Regions from separate parts of the Rattus norvegicus genome. Here region 1 is linked to region 2. A link is a contact called in public Hi-C data. All regions are on one chromosome and are shown on one strand. Each heading gives the region's core, a stretch centred on a gene start, on an enhancer-like site or on the middle of the called end of the contact. The rest is flanking DNA. Distances are from core to core; before and after follow the strand shown.

The links. A called contact is a pair of places that touch in the nucleus more often than the background predicts.
Region 1: a contact with region 2 is called in a Hi-C map of liver, with 4 times the contacts expected there. The contact joins two enhancer-like sites. A contact is called at or near these places in 10 of 12 Hi-C or Micro-C datasets (the A7r5 cell line, the Rat2 cell line, Schwann cells and 6 more).

Annotation. Positions count from the first base shown.
Region 1 is chr1:251,400,470-251,403,613 of GRCr8, forward strand. No RefSeq gene overlaps it. Among named protein-coding and RNA genes, the nearest start is that of Loxl4, 36 kb to the left of the region's middle. Within about 2 kb of position 1,487, at least 3 of the 93 cell types and tissues checked have an H3K27ac peak or open chromatin away from gene starts, as enhancers often do. A contact at or near this core is called in liver, where this site is marked.
Region 2 is chr1:251,345,932-251,348,734 of GRCr8, forward strand. Loxl4 (lysyl oxidase-like 4) reads right to left here. Exons shown (of 15, transcript NM_001107592.1): 15 at 1,307-2,783. The coding sequence ends at 2,713. Among named protein-coding and RNA genes, the nearest start is that of Loxl4, 18 kb to the right of the region's middle. Within about 2 kb of position 1,485, at least 6 of the 93 cell types and tissues checked have an H3K27ac peak or open chromatin away from gene starts, as enhancers often do. A contact at or near this core is called in liver, where this site is marked.

The DNA of each region.
Region 1 (3,144 bases), core at 237-2,736, 55 kb after region 2:
TAGGATTTTGGAGGACCTGCCTAGCCACACCTCAGAAGAGCGGGGCTCACTAAATGGTCAGCAGAAGCTGGTGAACAGCTACAGCCTTCAGGGCAGGAATTGGAGACAGGGTGGAGGGCCTCGTGCATGTCAGTCAGAGACAGCAGGACAGTGTTGGGATTCATGTCCGCCAGGGAACAAGCAGGTCTTTGTGGTGCAGCAGAGACAGAATAGGAGCTGAAGCTTCCAGTCTGGGTGGCCTCTGGTATTCCTCAAGATGGGGATTATGGGAGGGGGAACTGGTGCAGGAGACAGTTGCTGCTCTTGTTTTCTCGTGTTAGTTTACTGGGGTGGGGTCGCCCAATCTATCTAGAAGGCAGACTACTGTTGCAGCCCCAGGACTAAGCTCTTGGGCTTCACTTGAACTTAAAACAGCTCAGTGAGGCCGTTTTACAGATGGAGCTGATGGCCCTACAGGTAAACTGTTTGCTTTGAGGTGAGGAGTTCTTGTCTTGCAGAATCTGAGTCTTAGAAGAGAACCTCCTGGTTCTCAGACTGCGGGGCTGTCCTTTAACTGAGCAAAACCTTACCCAGAGGGTCAAGGGGCAGCCCCTGGGGAACTCATTGCTTCTCTAAAGATGAATTTAAAGAGTGCATGGGCATTTTTGATTGGCTCTCGGCTCTCTCCCATCCCTTGCTCTCTGTTGGGAGGGAGAACCAGGGCCAATTGCATCCGTGAAGAATCAGGAGCAAGGGAAGATGATGAGGAAAGGGCAGAGGGTTGAGTGGCATGCACGTGCTAGTGGTCCTCAGGTTACACCAGGTCGTAAACACAATAGTCAGCAAATGTGTCTCAACTGCTAGGGTCTGTGATGCAGAAGAGTCTGAAGGCGGACTTTGGGTCTGTGCTTGAGTGTGTGTGTGTGTCCGTGTGTGTCCGTATGTGTGTCCACTCGTGCATGCCCTCACATGCGCATGCATGCACCCATGTACTTGTGAGTACGCACACCTCTCTTGGTCTCTGGACTTGCTTCATCCTGGGGCTGGGGCTTACTTTGATTTCTCAAGTCACAAGTGGGGCTGGGCTGTGGAGTTCTTAGTGGGGCTGCCTATACCTGGAACCCATTCTACTATTTGGTTGCAGTAAGGGTTTCCCACGTGAGTTGGGAAAAAGGTAGGCAGAGAGCTGTGGCAGCAGAGAGAGGCCCAGGAAAGCCCATTTTCGTGGGAGGTGCCATTGGGGATACATCACTGTCCCTCGTCTCTTGTGTGTTCACCACTGAACCCAGATCTGCCCACCAGTCTGTGAACCAAGTCTCATGCCGCCAAGAGGTAGATCAGCTTCGAGGACAGGTCAATTCTCTTGGGATCTGTCCTTCTGTGTGCGATTGCCCTCCTCTTCCTCTTTCCCCTCCCCTTCTCACTTCTGGGTCCAGCCCTGGCTCCTGGAGATTCTTAGAGCCCAGCTCTTGGCCAGACACTTCAGCTGGCTCATTACCAGCACTCTCCTGCCCTCTTATGGCCACCCTGGAACCAGCCTCTGATCAGATGCTTTCCCGGGGCCTGAAGGTGCAGCAGCCTAGGGAAGTGGGCTTGGTCCTGAACCTGGTGTGTCTAGGGTCCTGGAAGAGACACATGGGGCTTGATTCTATCCTTAGCCCAGGAGGCTCCTTCCCCAGAGACCACCCAGTGGGCCACCATTGGATTCTCTTTCCATTAGGGAACAAAGGCTCAGAAACTCAGCTCTAGTCCGCCTCAAGGCAGAAATGCAGAGTGATGGGCTGGCTACACTCTAGTGTCTTCTGTGTCTCTCTTCCCAGTTTCTCTCCTCAAACACTGTTTAACCTTTTGCTCCCCCCTTCACGCTCTGTTTCAGCTTCTGGACTCTGGTCCCCTTATCTCTACTCCATTTCTCTGAAATGCTGGCCCAGAGCCAGCACTCTTTCTGACCTCGGACCCGCCCACTACTCTGTGGGATGCCAGAAACGTGGCAGGCAGCTTTTAAGTCATCTCAAGACCCATTGCCTACCTCTAGACTCCTCAGATTTAGTCATGGTACTCCCAGAATTTTGTTCTTGGGTTTCTTGTTTGGGGGACAGACCTTCTGTCCTCTCTCATGTTTTAAGGAGTGTTTTCTGGGCATCTTTATCTTCCTGCCCACAATCCCTCATTTTCTGGAAGACTATATTGGCTCTGCTCTCTAAATTAGAATAGGGTTCTCAAAGGGCAGAGATAGGGGCCCTACCATGTCTAAGACTGGATTAATTTCTGCATGCCGTAGGCCCTCCCAGGTAGCACTGGCCGTGTAAGTTGCTGTGTACGGGAGCTGACATGGGCCTAGAAGGGCAAATTCAAGTTCAGAGGTATCCAGCACATGGGGTCATTTGGGGTCCTGACCAGCTTCTGCTCTAGAGGCTCAGGAAGACTCTGGAGCCTCAGGAAGCAGCTGTCCAGGGCAGGCATTTGTTATGAGCACCAGGATGGAAAGGCCACTGTCGCCACCCTCCAGGGCTCAGCGTGAGCCTGACTCTGCTTCATACACTGTCAAACACTGTCGCTTTGCCAGAGGAGCCCATCTCTGAGGAAATGACCCTGAGAGTCTCCCAGCTGAGGCTTCCCTGGAAATGTGCTCTCATCCCTGTGTCTGGTACACGGGTATGGATGCTTCTCGGAAGGAAGCCATGTGGTGCCTGAGGGAACCCTGCACAGGGAATCTGGGCTCCACGCCCCATCCTGGCTGTATAATTTCGGAGCTATATGACTTTGAAGAAATCACTCCTTGTCTCCGACCGACTCTTTTCTGGTGACAAAATGAAGATGCCTTGAAATTCACTCCACCAGGACCAGCCACAGAGCATGGGGTCAGCCAATATTGACTGGAAGATCTAAATGTTTCCTCCTCTCCATCCATGACAATTCCCTGGTTCACCTTCATTTCAAAATGGTAACTTGACCTTGAAAGCTGCTCTCTTCCTTCCTCTGCCTCTCCCAGTCACTCTCCCTTTCCGAGTGAGGTCTCTGGGTCTTCGCATCCTTCTATACAAAGTGGAGGCTGTTACACAACTCATAGGGCTGGGTGAAGGCAGGAATGATGTATAGCACCTGATGGCAGGCTCACACACAGAGCATGCTCAGTAGAGGCCACTTAGGTTCAAAGGAGAGGGA
Region 2 (2,803 bases), core at 235-2,734:
CATGCCCTTCTTCTAAAGGCACTGTTAATGTTTATTACCCAGTTTTTAAAAAAGTCTCATTTCTAAAACAAATTCTTTTTTATTCTGACAGTAGTGTTCTAGCAACCTAGCTATCTGGTAATCAGCTACTACTATTACTCAGGATAACTCTAGTCAGGCTCAGAGAACAATTTTTTTAAGTCAACATTTGAAAGTTATGAAGCATTGCCGTTTTACTTCCAATTGGAAATGTGCTTTTTGCTTAAATTATTCCAGTAGCTGGGGATACTGTGTACTGGTCAGTGATACGAAGTCCCAGCCATGGGCCCAGCTTGTCCATATAGCATCAAATCCTTGGTTATATCTAAACCGAACTTTTATAAAAGGAGTTAATGGGAGAGCACCGTGTGGCTGCTACTGTCCCATAGAACAGACCTCTCTAAAATAAGGAGAGCAGGGTGGCTGCTGTGAGAGAAATGTTAGCTATGGGGGACGGCATGTCAGGTACTCCCGTCTACTAAGTGTCTTGTATATGGTAAACATCTAAATCTCAGGGTTACGTCAAATCTGTAGTAGAAAGTCACAGTTCCTGTGGATTCTAGTTCTCTCCTCACAGCGTGAAAGTCTTGGTAGCATTAGCCTAGCTTCTGAGGAGAGCTTCCTAACCCTTCTCTGAAGCACTCAGGGTGCCAAGGTGAAAGTCTTCTGAGGTTTTGGTTCTGCCTGGAATTTGGCGGTTGGTATTCTGTTAACATTCCTCATCTCGTTATATAAGTCATGCCAGCCACCAACCTTCCCGTGTCTTTCCCTTTCAACTCAGAGGTCTAACAGCGCAGCCCTTGTATAGCTTTTTCCAGGAATTAGAATTGGCTGCACCTACCAGTCGTGTGATGTGGGCCAGAAAGCTGAGACCAGTGCTGGTGGCTGTCTGCCTGGCCTGCTTTTTCTGGCCTCTTGGAAACTAGATCCAACAAGAAGGTGAGGGTAACCTCCCTGCCCAGGTCTATCATCACTCACCACCCCACCCCACCCCACCCTAGCTAGCTGCACATTCTTTTGCAGACCATTAGCTTCATGTGTGAGTATGTCACTGTTCGCTGGATCCAACAGGAAATCAGTCCTTCCCTTGTTTACCTAAACCGTTACACCAGAATAGGCTTCCTGTGCCAGATGAAGGGGATGACGGGACGGAGGAGACGGAAAAGGCACTTTTAGTTCACGGAAGGCACCCCAAAACATGTCTCTTGACTGTCAGAGTAGCTCTTGTAATGTGGGGCGGAGAATACTGTAAATCAGTTCTGTCTCCTACCATTTATTTTGATTTTGTAGCCTCTATTATAAAAGTTTACAGTCTTTGGGTTGCACCTTCTCATTCTTCCCTTTCACTTCTCGCCTTCCAGACCCGAGGATCACTGTTGACCTCGGGCAGCGTAACAGGGAAGCAGGTTAGGGTGGGCTGTACCAAGGAATGTGTTCTGCGTATCATCCAGCTCTGGAGGGAAGAGGGCAGAGTGCAATGCACTGGGAGCTACGGAAGTACAGCTGCTCTGGTCTCTGTAGCAGCCCATAATGAGCAGCCTTTATTGGATTATAAGACCTAGAAGACATCCGTGTGTACGTCCATGGATAAAAGGTCCAGGCATGCCCAGAAAGACTTCAGATCTTATACCAGTTGAGCAAAAGCAGAGCACAGCCACCTCTCTGTGGATGGTGGCTTTTCCCAGGTTCAGTCCTGAACTAAATTAAGCGTTCTTGCTTCTTGTTGACTCAGTCTTGTGTTCCTAACTCTACCAGACCTGTTTTGGCGTTCCTGCAGAGGGGCTGTACTGACCAACTTCTCTATCGCAGTTCTTCTCAGTTTGTTAAGGTGAAGTGGCCTTGGTTAAATCTGAAATTTAGGCTAACCTTGCAATGTAGGTGATTCTAAGAGACTGGACTGCCTGCCAGATATGGGCTTCCTGTTGTCTCCCTTGGCAGAGGTCCTCAAAGGCTGAACTTGTGACCTCAGCTGTCTTCTTGATTTCTTGCTACTCTTCAGGAAAGGCCCTGTCTTGCCATTCTGGGTAACTTGCCACCACCACCCCCAGCCCCAGTAATCAGGATGTTGATCCATCAGGAGGCTTGAGGGTTCAGGGGTATTAGAAATGTACGTGTGTGTGTGTGTGTGTGTGTGTGTGGTAAAACTGCCAAGGAGAGGCTTCAGAGCCTCTGAGGGAGGATAAGCAGAGGGACTGCATTCACCAGCCTCTCTGCCAGGTGTGACTTTGACATGGTTATTTTGCATGGAGCACATAGCAGAGAGGACTGACTCCATCCACTTCTTGTGTTCTCTGCTCCTCTGTCCTGTGTTCCTCCAAGACACTTGTGAAGCACCACTTAGAGAGGGAGGACCTTGGTCACAGTTCATCCCTGAGGAACTTGGAGCTCCTGAAGCTGGGAACTGTGCATCAAGTTGTAAGAAAGGTCGAGTCTCCTTAAGGAAGAGAAGGTTTAGCTGGTCAGAGCCTCAAGGCCATGCTATCTAGGCCATAAGTGCTCTGGAGGGGCCAGAGCCGTCCTGAGAGTACTGCCATCCCGGTGATGATCTGGCCACTGAAAGGCTTCCTGAGCAGCTTCTTGGTGCTCCTTGTCACTGGCCCCTTGTCCTGTGAGTCAGGGCTTTGTGAAGGGCATGGCTCCAGTAAGCTGAGGTATCTGGTGTGTGAGCGGAGCTGGGGGCGTGCAATAACGGCTTTAGATCAAGTTGTTCCTGAGTCGCTGTTCCTGCTCCAGGGAGAGCTCTGCATTGGGTCGGTAGGGATCTCCTGTGGGCCAAAGCAAAATC